4 separate regions of the Mus musculus genome follow, and regions 1, 3 and 4 are each linked to region 2. The links are chromatin contacts, called in public ChIA-PET and promoter capture Hi-C maps. All regions are on one chromosome and are shown on one strand. Each heading gives the region's core, a stretch centred on a gene start, on an enhancer-like site or on the middle of the called end of the contact. The rest is flanking DNA. Distances are from core to core; before and after follow the strand shown.

Region 1 (3,283 bases), core at 110-2,609, 740 kb after region 2:
AACAGTTAGGGCCTGGGCCATCCTACTGGTGACTACAACCTCCAGGCCCTTTTCCATAGGTTCTGAACACTTCTTAACAAATACTAGGAATTCAAAAGCACGTTTCAAGAACAAAGCTTGAAAACAACGACTGTTCCTGAAAGCCAGCTAGGGTTTGACTGATTCTACTTAAATAAAATCTGCCGTTTCTGAGTCTGTCCCTGCTGACTGCCCTCCACTCAGTGCCTGCAAAACCGACTTTCTACTCCTGAAACTACCTAGATGCGAGCAAAAAGTTATTCTAAAACAGTCTCACTGCTTTGCGAAACTTACAATTCAATTTTCAACTCTACTGATTTGCTACCATTCCGGCTAAAGCTAAGACAATTTATAGTTAAGAAAAATATGAACAATTCAGTACTTTCTCTCGACGCAATGGTCCTCTGAAGTGCCCAGTGTCAATGGTACAAAGTCTACGCGTCGGGACAGCTGGCTCCCCTCAGCACCGCCCCCCCTCTGCCCCGTCATAGGCGGTTAACACCAAGATGACTTGTAGATTTCTAATTTAAAAACCAGGAAGGCATTAAGTTTAATAAACATTTGGATCCAAAATCAATTCACTTGGGCACGGAAGAAAAGAGGGTGAAGAGAACTGTTTTAACGCAAAACCACCGGGAAACTCTCGAAACACAATATAGCAAGTTGGATGCAAACCCAGACACGGAACTCAAAAGTGAAGCAGCCTCCCTGCCAGCAACCGGAATCTTTAAAAAAAAAAAAAAGTCTCGCACGTTCTCAGCACCAGAGCCACCACAGCGAGCGCGCGCGCGCGCGCACACACACACACACACACACTCACACACACACACACACACCAGCTGTGACGGCAAAAGCTCCGGGCCCCTGCCGCCCGGACCCCGCCCCAGGTCGTGACAGTCGGGGTCTCCAGGCGGCCAGCGGGTGCTCCCCAACCTGCCCGGTCCGGCCTCCGCTGCCTTGGGCTCCCGCCTGGCCCAGCCCAGCACCGCCCCTCGCCCGCCGGAGCCCAACCCCGGGGAGCCTCCAGCTCGGCCCGGAACTCACCACAAGCAGGTCCACCAGGAGCTAACGCATCGGAGGGGTTTCCGCCCACCCCTCAAGCTATGCCCGCTCCATGCGGGGCGCCCCCGCCGCGGGGCCGACGGTAGCAGGGAGCTCGGCGAGGCCGGAGCTACGACTCCGGCGTCCTCTGCTTGCGAGTCGGGAACATTATACAATGGTGGAGGCGGCGGGCAGCCTGGAGGAAGCAGGAGGCGGGCGGAGTGGACGCCCGGGCCGAGAGAGGTACAGCTCGTGCTCCAGCACTCGCCGTGCGGGAGTGACGTCCGCCTGCGAGCCTCTGGCGAGCTCCGGCCAGGCCCCGTAGGCCCCACCCCCTGCCTGGCCGGGCCCCGCCCCACCAGCCCCGCCCCTGCAGTATAGGCCCCACCCTGCCCCTCCCACCTCCTACTATAGGTCCCGCCCACCCGTGCCTTCAGGTCCAGATCTCCGTAGGCCCCGCCTCCAGCCGGTCCGGACCCGCCTCAGCTTCGCAGGGCCCGCCCCGGGCCCGCCCAAGTGCCATAAATGCAGATTCCCTCAGGGTGAACTCTCAGGAAGCGGCGGACAGACACCAAGCTTATGCAGCCTCTTCTGTGGACTGAAAGCTAAATAGGAGAGGTAGAAATGGGAGCGCCCAAGCCGGACCGCCACTACTACCACTAATGGCCCCCACATACTGGAAAACAGACATGACAGAGTGGGTGATGACAAAGACGGCAGCGCTGGCACAGTCCGCAGAGGAGCGCGACCACAAATATGACAGGCATCCGAGCTATTTGGCCACTTGGGCCGGCTGGCGGGAGGATAGGGTCCACCAATGGCCCTCGGAGATATGGGAATGGGGGGAGGGGCCAAGGGCTCCGTGTGGAGCTGACGACAGAAGTTGAAATGAGTCACCAACTAGTACCTTTGGAGTCGGTCGGACATACCAGAGTTGCATCCTTTATGGAGACCATGCAGCCAACCAGAGGGAGACCACGCTTGGAGAACACAGGGAACTGGAGGCGTGGTCCTCTGCCCACAAGTTTCACGCTGATAGCCTTATCTTTCCCATTTAAAAAACAAAAAACAAAAAACCCCAAAACAACAAAAAATCCTTAATGTTTTTAACTACTCAAACTTAGCAAGGAGCTTTATATTGTCCTTAGTATTAGCATGTGCCTAAGTGGTTCGAATTTAAGAGAACTAAGAGGCCAGGGACAGCTCAACAGGAACATTTATCATTACCTTTAAAATGGCATATGCATTCTACATAAAGATATTACAAAAGAAATTCAGGCACTTTAAAATTTTGGCTGCCACTCCAATCAATAATTTCTCTTCAGACCACTTTGCTGTTTAATGGTCCATGACACTAGTTGTATTTAAGGACAATAAAGCTTTAAGACCTAACATAAAGGTCTTAAACATCAAGACAAATTTATTCCAACTCAAACTGTTCTGTAATGATTTGTTATCAATCGAGTTGATGATCCTATCAAAATTAAATATGAGCCATCACCAGTTGTAGGACCCCTACACTAGGTAGGAAGAGGCAGGCAGATCTCTCTTAGTTCAAGGTCAGCCTGGTCTACATAGGCAGTTGTAGGCCAGCCAGGACTAAATAGTGAGAATGTGTCTCTAATAATTATAATAATTATTATTATGATGTGTGCTAAACGGTAAAGGAGACAATGTCAGGTTTTATTAATTAGAGAAGTAAAAAGGTTTTTGTTGTTGTTGCTGTTTGTTTTTAGCAAATCCTTGGCATTATCAAAATCTCATATACATGTTTCATGAGGTATAACCAATATCAGCTAATTGTATATCTCTCTGGCAAGTCATTATAATAGCACAAAATGGCATCGCATAGAGTATGAGGTCTTGCTCAGTGGCATAAACTTTCACACATTTTGCTGGAGAGCCAAGATGGTTTTCATTTCTAGAGTTCTGCATTTGGAGACAGCACTAACCCCTCCTGGCTCTAATTACCCACTCACTTAGACTTTGAGTGCTCACTTTAAGAAACCGCCATTGAAATAGTAGCTACAATAATCTTCCTGTGATGTCTTTGTGGGAGGCCAGAGGTATTTAGTTCTGTTGAATTTAAAATGAATTGAAACTGTTATTCATGAATTGAAGTTTGCAAAAAGACACAGAATTTTATGACACTTGGATATTTTTTAACAAATGGCTACCCAAATACAGTGTTCCTGCACAAAAGGAAAGCCAAAATTAAAATAAC
Region 2 (3,286 bases), core at 352-2,851:
TTAGCTGAGATATTTGGATGCCTAAGGTTTTTGGATTCTACATAAGCAACATGAACACTATCTTTTCCTGTGTTGTTTAATAACATTTCCATATGAACCCAAAGGACTGAATAATGAAAGCTCTCTCTTTTCTAGAGAATAATTTAGAAATTCTCATTTACCTTGGCTGAATAATGTTGTACATTTCAAACCCTTCTGGAAGTGCTTGGTTACAGAACTGACAAACCAAGTAGGGTAACGCGAGAATGTTAAAGAAGACAGGCAGTCTTACAGGCTTAAATGGTTGGCAAGACTAGCTGTGATTGGGCACACCTCAGGGAGTCCCCAGACGGGTGCCAACGTTCTGGCTTTTAACTTCATCTTTCTTTTGGAGACTTCAAGATCTATCATCAGCATCTTAAGGATAATAAGTCATTTTCACTTTGGCTAGAAAAGTAAACGCCCAATTCCAGCACAAACGTGCCCAGGAGTGGGATTCGAGGCAAGGCGAATAGTGATGGCTCTTTCTGGAGAGCCTTTATTTGGCATTCCCTTCGACGCCCCCAGGCCCTCCTCCTGTTGGTGAGCCACACACATCCCATCCCTTTACTTGATTCTGAAAAGGTTGCCTTAACCCTCCTCAAACCCTAATTGGTGGCAGAGCCTTTGGGTCCTCTTGAGAAGAGCCTGGTGTCCCTGAGGAAGGGGAGTTCAAGGTTTCCTCAACGGGCAAATTCTGGTGGAGTGCAAACACAAGCACACGCTTCGGTTTTCTCACACGCTCGTGGCATCTGCAAACAGCAAGCAGAGACAGACGTGCTTGGCACCGTGCTGCTGCCTGTGCAGCTCCCACGCGTGGGATTCCCGCCTTCGCTTCTGCGCCCGCCTCCCTCGGGCCTCGAACGCCCCGCCCCCTGCCACCTCCGCGTGTCTCATTGGCCAGGTCCTTAGGCAAACTTCGGCTCCGGACTGGCGGCTGTGCCTGTCGCTCTGAGCAGTAGGGACATTTCCGCATTGGGAGGGGGGAAGGAGGGGGAGGGGAGGTGTGTGGCGAAAGTGGGGGCTCCGGTGTCCGGAGGCGGCGGGCTGGAGGGTCAGGGGCTGCGCACGCTGGCGCCAGGCTCCAGGTGTTTGCGTGTGACGGGAGCGGAGGGGAGGTCGCCTCGGCCACGCTCGTGCAGCGTGCGAGACCTGATTCCAGGCCCCCAACTTCTCAGCCCTCGAGGGAATAGGAAGGTGGGTGTCGCTTAAGGGGCGGGCCGGGCTCCGAGCGACCTCCTTGTGGGGTCCTGCTCCGAAAGGCGTGGCCGGGGGCCGACAGTGGGGCGTGGAAGAGTAGGGGGCGGGCGGGCGGGCGGGCGAGGGCGTGTCAGGGAGGGCCAGGCCTCCCGGGGGGTCTGGGCGGCCAGGCCCGGGGGGCAGGGAGGGGGCGAGCCGGGCCCTGGTGTGGAGCGGCTGCGTAGGGGAGGGCGGCCAGTGGAGGCCGCGGGCAGCTGTCTGCCCGAGTGCGGAATTCGCAGCATCTCCGAGTCCCGGCTATTTATGGGCTGGAGAAAAGGTTGCGTTGCCCCTTCGCCGGCCTCCCCGCCTCCCGATCTACACGGGGCGCCAGCAGCTCGCCGCTGGACGGCCGCCGGCGAGGGGCCTCGGGGTGCGGCCGGGGGCCTGCGGCAGTCCTGCCCTAGAGGGCGTGGAGACCGGAGGGCGGTGAAGCGGCTCTAGGTCCGCCTCTCCATTGATGAAATTTAAGTTCGTCTGGTTTTACCTTTTCCGGAGTCTCCAGTCGTCCCCTGTTGGTGTCGGGATCGCTGAGTAGCCTGGAGTTCCCTCCCAAGCTGAGTCGGTCCCACCAAGTTTTCCGTCTTCAGGATTTTTCTTTTTAAAGACTAGTTTTGATTTTTTTTCCCCCCGAATTCTTCTTTAAGTAGTTAAACATCGGAGGAGAAAGAACACTTCGGTTGCAGGGAAGGGAGAGAGACCTTCCTTACAACGTAGATTCTAGAAATTGAAAATTATAAGCCAGATTATTTTAATAAGATCCTAAAATGTCGAGATTTGTACAAGGTAAGACATTTTGCTTTCTGTCTCTTGGCTGCTTCGTCCGATTTTGAATATTGGTAGTCTCTAAGTAAGTGGGTAGTTTGTAACTGGAAGTGTTCATTTGTGATACCGTTTGCCAGACCTTTTTGGTTAAATTGGTATTTAAGCTGCTTTGCGCCACTTATTGGGTTGGCATTTCATATACGTGTTTGTATGCCTCTGCGCCCTGCAGGGGTTATTTCTACCTTCTAAAATCAGTTTTAATAGTATTCTGACATCGTGGATAGTAATTGTAAAAATCAAAACAGGATTTTTGACTGCTGATTAATTCTTGTTCCCTTCTTGCACTCGATGATAAGTTAGTTATCTTTGTGGGACAAGGAAACCCAGAGGGCTAGGGACAGGCAGATGCGTTTGTCAAGACTAGTAGGAAGCTCTCCACTTCTTTTCTGTGTGTACGTGGATTGAGTCTCAGAGTAATTTATTGCGAAATCAGTAGTTTGTAGACACTGGAGGTCATACCAGTCAGAGAAATGACTTTGCTGCAGTGCTCTTAGCTTTTTCTTTTTTAATATAGAAAGATTATGCTTTCTTTAAATTTGAAAATTACCATTCAAATCTGTATATGTGTAAATAATGCATTTAGCAAATACCCCTCAACCAAGCTGTAGTATTGCAATTGGGTGCTGCCTTAAACTTCTGTCACAAAACTGTATAGAGTTTGCCTATAAGAAGCCTTTCCTTCCAGACCCCAGTGTGTGAAAGCTTCAGCCATCTTGCTTAATACATGCAGTAAAGTTTGCAACCGCTTCACGTGATCCTCAGTGACTGTCCATGCACCTTTCCCCTTTCCTTTTAAAGTTATGCTAGGGATGTCCATCATTTGACCCTGGAAATGAAAATGCCATACAGGCTTATGCCCCACTTTACTAACTCTTAAGTTTTTCATATTAGATTAAAGGAATCTGCCTTCATTATTATGGAAACAGATGGGACCGTTATGCCTGTCTGCCTTCAGCACTAAGCTCAGAAATGTCATTTTGCCATTATGTTTGAAGTTGGTGTTACAGTTGACATGAAGCTAGAGGTTTCTAAATCGAGAAGACACAGGTGGCTGTGGACATTGCTACCCACTTTTTAAAAGCCCATTATTTTAAAGTACTTCTACAGTTTTCAAAATACTGCACAAGTGTCAAAATGAAGAAATTAACGTGTTTGCATTAACTAAGCTATAAGCTCAGTCTGATTCCTATCTCCATGATGCAAT
Region 3 (3,275 bases), core at 350-2,849, 590 kb after region 2:
TCAGGCCCCAAGCAGATTCGGTGCATGGCCAGGTTTTGCTACCTGTGAATTCTGGGGTTTGCAGAATTAGCAGTCCTTCTCTACCTGACCTTTTAAGTGGAGAAAAGAGGAACAGAAGAAAGAAAGAAAGAAAGAAAGAAAGAAAGAAAGAAAGAAAGAAAGAAAGACAGAGAGAGAGAGAGAGAGAGAGAGAGAGAGAGAGAGAGAGAGAGAGAGAGAAACTAAAATGCCTTACTGGTAGATTTTATGGAGGTATCGTCTTAATTTAGGTTCTCTCCTCTCAGATAACTCTAGTTTGTCAAGTTGACAGAAAACTAGCCAACATAGCTACTATCTTGTCCCCTGTTTTTATATTTTAGTAACTAACTTAGTTTTAAAATATCCAGGGATTGACAACAAATAATGTGTGTAATATGTTTTCCCTAGTAATCATTACTCAAAAGTCATTAAATTAATATTCTTGTTTATCTTGATGTGTAAGTTAAGACTCTGGTTAGTGATATACATATAACACACACACACACACACACACACACACATATCCCAAATAAGTAAAACAGAACTCTATGTAGGTAGAGATAATGCTACAAAAATGAACTACCCAGAACATGGAGGTACTCTGTATTTTATAATGTTCACTTTGGGTAAATGTTTTTTCACTGTTAATAAATATATATCCTTCATTTTAAAAAAAGCCAGTTTCAACAAGCAACGTGATGGTTCCAATTTTAAGAAAAGTGGAGCAACCCAGCAAGCATACCCTATACCTTCCAGAAAGGTTTGTAAAAGAAACAAGAAAGACGGGTTAGCAATCAGATAACGAAGGCACTGTGCACATCTCAGGCTTCTGCAGTTGGGTCACTAAGGTGTGTCTCAAGGTGGTGGGGAATGAGAACTTTAAGGTGCTGCTGGGTGATGGCCTCTCACCAACTAGAGAGGAAAAAAATGAAGGTAAGGGAAAAGCACAAAGACAAATCTAACCTGGAGAAGAGCTGGGGCCGGCATCGTGTCATCTGTGGAGAGGAGAGTGAGAATGATGGACAGGGCTTGGAATGGTCCTAAATCAAAGATGGTTCCGAGACATGGGAGGGCTGCTTGTCAACAGACCAACTTAACAATCTGGAGAGGAAACGTGCCTGGACAATGTGTTAGTCCAGACTGACAGCCTCAAAGTGGGCAACGTGTTAGTCCAGACTGATGGCCTCAGAAATCTCTCGGGTGTCTGCTTGTTGGGCAGCTTGTTAGAACCTCTGGCTAAGTGTCTAAGGCACATGCACACACACACACACAGACATGCGCACACACATGTACTCACTCACACATGCATGCACACATTGCGCACACACACGTGTGTCCATTCATACCCATCAATCGTGAGTTGTATTGCTCTCGGTATCCTGATCTGTCACCACACCCTAGGTCACTCCTCCACATACCGACTTTCTGGTGACTCCATTACTGAATTTTTCACACAAAGTCGGCTTTCTACCCATGCCAGTGATAGCAGCTGCTGGTCTTTGTTAGACGTATTTGTGTCAACTCTAAAGTCTTTACTCCTACATCATGGCCTTCTCTACCACAGTGTGGTCAATTAGCAATGAGACACCAGTTCTCTCTTCCTGTGCCTCTGTGGAGAGACTGCAAAAGTCATTTCCTGGAGAGCTGATGTCTGTGAGCCCTGGCAAGAAAAGACATGGTTTGCCATGGGGGTAAGAAATGATTACCAGGAAGAATGGATTTAGGGTAAAATGCCAGAAATAGGGTACATTGTTGGGGGACACCTCTTTCCAGCTTCTAAACAGCTTCCGTGGATTGAAGTCTCTAGCAAATGGCAGCAGCTAAGTTGGTAAACAATGGGAAGCATTCACCTACTCCAGAATGACAGGGTGATGCCACCCTGAAGAGCCCAAGCAGAAGAAAATCCTGTGCAAGATGCTCAAAGGGGAACCAAGGACAGAAAAGTAGAGCCATGCTTTGACCACCCAAGAGCAACAGTAGAGAGGATAGAGAGAAAGCCCCCCTCCTCCCTTGTCTCGTCACAGAAGATAGAAATCACTTAATTTAGAGACTCAAACAGATGCTCAGGAATCTAGAATTTTCATTATTTTTGCTATTGGAGATTGGTGCTATCTAATACACACCTGTCATATTACGTTTTGCCCTGGGTTATTAGTGTTATGCTGCTCTTTGTTAAATGTACTTTGTTAAAAACCAAAAACAAAAGACACCCATCTCCAATTCATTTCCAACTAATGATGCTTCAAAGAGTGAATTCTATAAGGAAAAAAAAGTAATCATAAACTTACACAATTAAGAGAGAGTCAGGGGCTAGAGAGATGGTACAGTGGTTAAGAGCACTGACTGCTTTTCCAGAGGTTCTGAGTTCAATTACAGGTGTCCCACAACCACCTGTAATAGGATCTGATGCCGTCTTCTAGTGTCTGAAGACAGCTACAGTGTTCATATACATAATAAATAAATATTTTTAAAAAGAAAGGTAAAGAAAGTAGGGCTTGGAGTCAGGCCACACCCATTTGCAGAGCACTGCTGCACTCTGTGGGTGTGCATTATAAGTTCATGGATGGCAAAGTGGGCAGGACAGGACCAGCAAGATGCCTGGGCACATACCTGTCAACAGGTAAAGAGTGCAAAGATGGAGTACATAAACAGACTGGGGGAGGAGGGCAACTGGGCAGAAGCACAGCTAGACAGTATACATTTCCCAAGGTTGGCTTTTCCTCAGTTGTGCTACTTATCTCCTAAGAACACCTGAGTGACTGCAGAGCAAACTTTTGTGCTAAGGCCTGAAATCTGAATCAAGCATGTGCATAAACAGCCTTCTTATTGCTGCAGACTTCTTAGTCTACAACTAAAGACTCTAGCTGGTCTCTAGCTGGTCTGGGGATACCTTCCCAAGTGAAGACACAGAAGAGCCAACAGATTCAGCAGCATTCTGTCATCTCTGCGGTCACCCAATTCACAATCTCCCCCTGCAACTCCCAGCCCATGCCCAGAGTCCAAATGCATTCTGGGAGTGCTCTCTGACCACACAGCGTATCATAACCAACACCAGGCTTGCCCCATCCTGTCACAGCAAAGCATCACACAGGCACCTCAGTTACTTAGCACGAGAGTTGTTTCATAAAGTTACAGCCAGCTGCATTAGTGAGGATGGGGAGAAGGAAGAAGAGGAAGAAGAAGGGGAAGAAGAGGATAAGGAGGGGGAAGAGGAAAAAGGGAAGGAAAGGAGAGGTGAGGAAAGCATGTATGACTAG
Region 4 (3,113 bases), core at 434-2,933, 820 kb after region 2:
TGTCAAATCCGCAGCACTGACAGGGTGGCTCACAACCACCTATAACTCCAACTCCAAAGGATTTGATGCTTTCTTATGGCTTCCACAGGCACCAGACATTCAGGCTGCACAGATGGACATGCAGACAAAATGCCTATACACATAAAATTAAATTAAGTTAAAGATGAATTAAATTACATTTTAAAAATAGCAACAGACTGTTTTCTAAGTCAGAGCCAGGCAGTCTTGCTGGTGCACATCTGTGATTCCTGCATTCACTGAGAGGGTTGACACAGGAGTCCCAGGTCAGCCTGACTAAAAGCAAGTTCAAGGCCAGCCTGGGCAACATAATGTGTTTGAGATCCAGTCTCAAAAGGAAGACCTATTTATTTTATTTAATGGGACTAAGGACTTCTGACTTGTGATGTCTGAATAATGTCAAGAAGTTTGAGAAATCAGTAAATATTCCTACCAAGTCAAAGACTGTGGTCCTTGGGATTTTTTTTTTTTTCCTCACAAGATTTTTATGGACATAGTACTTTGAAATACATATTTGGGTCTGGAGGTATAGCTCGGTGGTAGGGCATCTGCTGTTTATGCTTATGGGCTGGTTTTCAGCATCACAAAGAAAGAAAAAAGCATTCACTTTTATGTTCTGATTTTTCTAGGTAAAAAAAATCCAAACAACAGTTAACCCAAAGGGGACATTTCATTTGAATTAAAGCCAATGAAGACAGTAATGCCGATATGACTTCAACAGGGACATTAATCATGCAACAACGTGAGTCTGGAAAACTTCACTGTGGCTGAGGTCTGATGTCCCAACACCATTTCAAGAGTTTAAAAACAAAACAAAAGGAGCTGTTGCTTCCCGTGCTGTGACTTTCTCAGGAAAGTCGCCCTCAATGTGGTTGGGACAGTCACCACTTAGAAAAGAAAGCTCCTTATAAATTCAGCAATCACTTGGCATGGAGCAAAACAAAGTCCATGTCTGAGACACTTTACAGTGACATCAACAGAGGGGGAAAAAAAAGGCTGTACCACACACACACCCCCCAAAAATATTCAGTAAATAATAAAGATGTTAATATTTTTTCTGTTGCCGTCTCTCTCGAGTACTTTGAGCCATGTCTTAGGTTTACAGTGTGGTCTTTAAACTTTAGGTAAACTGCAGGTGAGATGATCAATGCTTATCTTTCTATAAAACAAAGAAAATCTTTCTATAGAAAAGGCTTCTCCATTGGTCCAATATAGCAGTCTAAAATAAGAGAAAGCTTTATCTCTACATGGTCTACATCGGCAAACGCACAGAGCGCTGAAGGAAAAATTAATATGGTCAAGAAAAAAACTCAGAAAGATGTCACAAGCACATGCATATGCACACATGCACATGTATGTACACGCACACACATGCACACACACACAAATGAGTGTAATCATTCAGAAATAGTAAGAAAATTGAAAACAACTTTTCAACAAAGACTTGTGGGAAACCATACTTAAAAGGTGGGATATTTTGATTATTTGATATATTAAAAGTAAGCATTCAGTGTTAAAGGCTTACTCACACTATCACACAAATCATCCTAAAAAAATTCAAAAGCAGGGAATGAATCAAGCTGCTGTTTCAGTTCAGTGGCGACTGAACAAACAGGTAAGTCGTTGGGTGTTTTGTTTTGTTTTTTAAGTTGATTCCTGGGAGCAGGCTGGAGAGACGGCTCAACAGTTCAGAACAAATAAGTTCCCAGTACCGTGTCAATCAGTTCCTAACCACCTGAACTCCAGCTCCAGGCTTCTAGCCTCCGTGCACACACCTAAAGTAACACACATGGTAATTAAAAATAAATCCTAAAACAAAAAGAGTTGCTTCTTTTGTGGGGGGTGGGGGCTGTAGTTCAGTGGCAGCGCCTGTGTTGAGCATGCGCAGAGTACATAGTTCAGTCCCAGCAGTCAGAAAAGCATTTATGCATAAAAAAACTCACACTCGAGAGATCAGTACTCTCTATCTTCAAAACTGATTAGACATTTCTGTGTAGGATTCATTTGTTTAAATAGGTCCTATTATGAGGCCACCAACATTTCAGGTTCGCATTGAAAGTTGAACATTATCATAAGGCTGCCATAATTGCTAATAATTAAAGAAAGAGTAAGGCTGAATTCTAACAAATTTATATAACAGGCAAACTCTGAGCCTATTTTTTGGGACAGACTCTCTTGAGGCCCAGACCGACCTTGAACACACCAGGTAACTGAACTTTTCATCCTCCTCCCTCCCCTTGCCAAGGCTAGGTCTGAAGACACATGCCACCACACCTAGCCACCTTCTAATGTATTTATTTTATTTGTTTCTTTGTTTGACCTGTGTAGCCCTGGCTGTCCTAGAACTCTCTCTGTAGACCAGCCTGGCCTCAAACTCAGAGATCCACCTGCCTCTGGCCCCCAAGTGCCGGGTTTTACCTTCTAATTTTTAAAGGTTCTTAAATCCTATAGTCCTGCAATCCTAAGGTGGCAGGAGGATCAAGAGTTCAAGGCCAAACTGGATCACATGAGACACAGTCTTAAAGCAAAACACAAAGAAAACCAACAACAAAGACAATGGTGAAGGCTCACTGTTCATTTTTAGAGGCCATGAAGGGTGATCTTTAAAGTATAGCCTTTCAGTACACACCCTTGTCCATCTCCCTAAATAAAAGGAAGTAAATGGGATAAAGCCAATCCTTCAAGCCACGCTACTCTGAGTGAGTATATTCTACTGCATTCAGACACTACAACATGAATGACTACAAAAGAGGGTCCCAAAGCCAAGCTCCCTTTAAAAGGAAATAATGCATGAATTTTTCTTTGACTTTCTTTTTAAGTTTTTCTCTGCTTTTGTTTGTTTTGACAAGAAATCTTAAGCCTGGCTCTGTGTATGTGTGTTTGTGTGTATATAATTTATTTTTACTATATGTTTATTAATGTTTTTGCCTGAACGTATGTTTGTGTGAGAGTGTCAGATGCCCTGGAACCAGAGTTATAGACGGGAATGAGCTGCCATGTGAGTGTTGAGAACTGAACCTCAGCTACTCTGGAAGAGCAGTCAGTCCTCTTAACTGCTGAGCCATGTCTCCCCACCAAGCCTGGGTCTACTGTTA

What was found. Promoter capture Hi-C pulls out the DNA fragments that hold promoters and counts their contacts. ChIA-PET counts read pairs in DNA pulled down with a chosen protein or histone mark.
Region 1: a contact with region 2 is called in an RNA polymerase II ChIA-PET map of memory CD8 T cells, with 24 read pairs. The contact joins the promoter of Sertad2 here to the promoter of Ugp2 in region 2. A contact is called at or near these places in 1 of 39 promoter capture datasets (pre-B cells), 4 of 484 Hi-C or Micro-C datasets (B cells, CD4 T cells, cardiomyocytes and 1 more), 3 of 115 datasets of contacts at active chromatin or transcription factors (effector CD8 T cells, embryonic stem cells and memory CD8 T cells) and 2 of 9 other capture datasets (adipose tissue and liver).
Region 3: a contact with region 2 is called in a promoter capture Hi-C map of the HPC-7 cell line, with 4 times the contacts expected there. The contact joins the enhancer-like site here to the promoter of Ugp2 in region 2. A contact is called at or near these places in 9 of 39 promoter capture datasets (the 3T3-L1 cell line, the C10 cell line, the HPC-7 cell line and 4 more), 2 of 15 datasets of contacts at CTCF or cohesin (large pre-B cells and stem cell-derived epiblast-like cells), 1 of 484 Hi-C or Micro-C datasets (bone marrow-derived macrophages), 9 of 115 datasets of contacts at active chromatin or transcription factors (the 230-238 cell line, the NIH/3T3 cell line, astrocytes and 5 more) and 3 of 9 other capture datasets (adipose tissue, liver and macrophages).
Region 4: a promoter capture Hi-C map of liver shows a contact between it and region 2, with 2.3 times the contacts expected there. The contact joins the enhancer-like site here to the promoter of Ugp2 in region 2. A contact is called at or near these places in 4 of 39 promoter capture datasets (embryonic stem cells, hippocampal neurons, liver and 1 more), 5 of 484 Hi-C or Micro-C datasets (embryonic stem cells, myocytes and uterus), 5 of 115 datasets of contacts at active chromatin or transcription factors (astrocytes, bone marrow-derived macrophages, effector CD8 T cells and 2 more) and 2 of 9 other capture datasets (adipose tissue and liver).

What each region holds. Positions count from the first base shown.
Region 1 is chr11:20,630,053-20,633,335 of GRCm38.p6, reverse strand. It overlaps Sertad2 (SERTA domain containing 2), which reads right to left and starts at 1,359. Exons shown (of 2, transcript NM_001038625.1): 1 at 1,063-1,359.
Region 2 is chr11:21,368,944-21,372,229 of GRCm38.p6, reverse strand. Ugp2 (UDP-glucose pyrophosphorylase 2) reads left to right here and starts at 1,601. Exons shown (of 10, transcript NM_139297.6): 1 at 1,601-2,043. The coding sequence starts at 2,025.
Region 3 is chr11:20,778,850-20,782,124 of GRCm38.p6, reverse strand. No RefSeq gene overlaps it. Among named protein-coding and RNA genes, the nearest start is that of Gm32213, 14 kb to the left of the region's middle. Within about 2 kb of position 1,599, at least 15 of the 459 cell types and tissues checked have an H3K27ac peak or open chromatin away from gene starts, as enhancers often do. A contact at or near this core is called in the HPC-7 cell line, where this site is marked.
Region 4 is chr11:20,549,116-20,552,228 of GRCm38.p6, reverse strand. It overlaps a transcript of Sertad2 not described here. Among named protein-coding and RNA genes, the nearest start is that of Gm32142, 72 kb to the right of the region's middle. Within about 2 kb of position 1,683, at least 8 of the 459 cell types and tissues checked have an H3K27ac peak or open chromatin away from gene starts, as enhancers often do. A contact at or near this core is called in embryonic stem cells and liver, where this site is marked.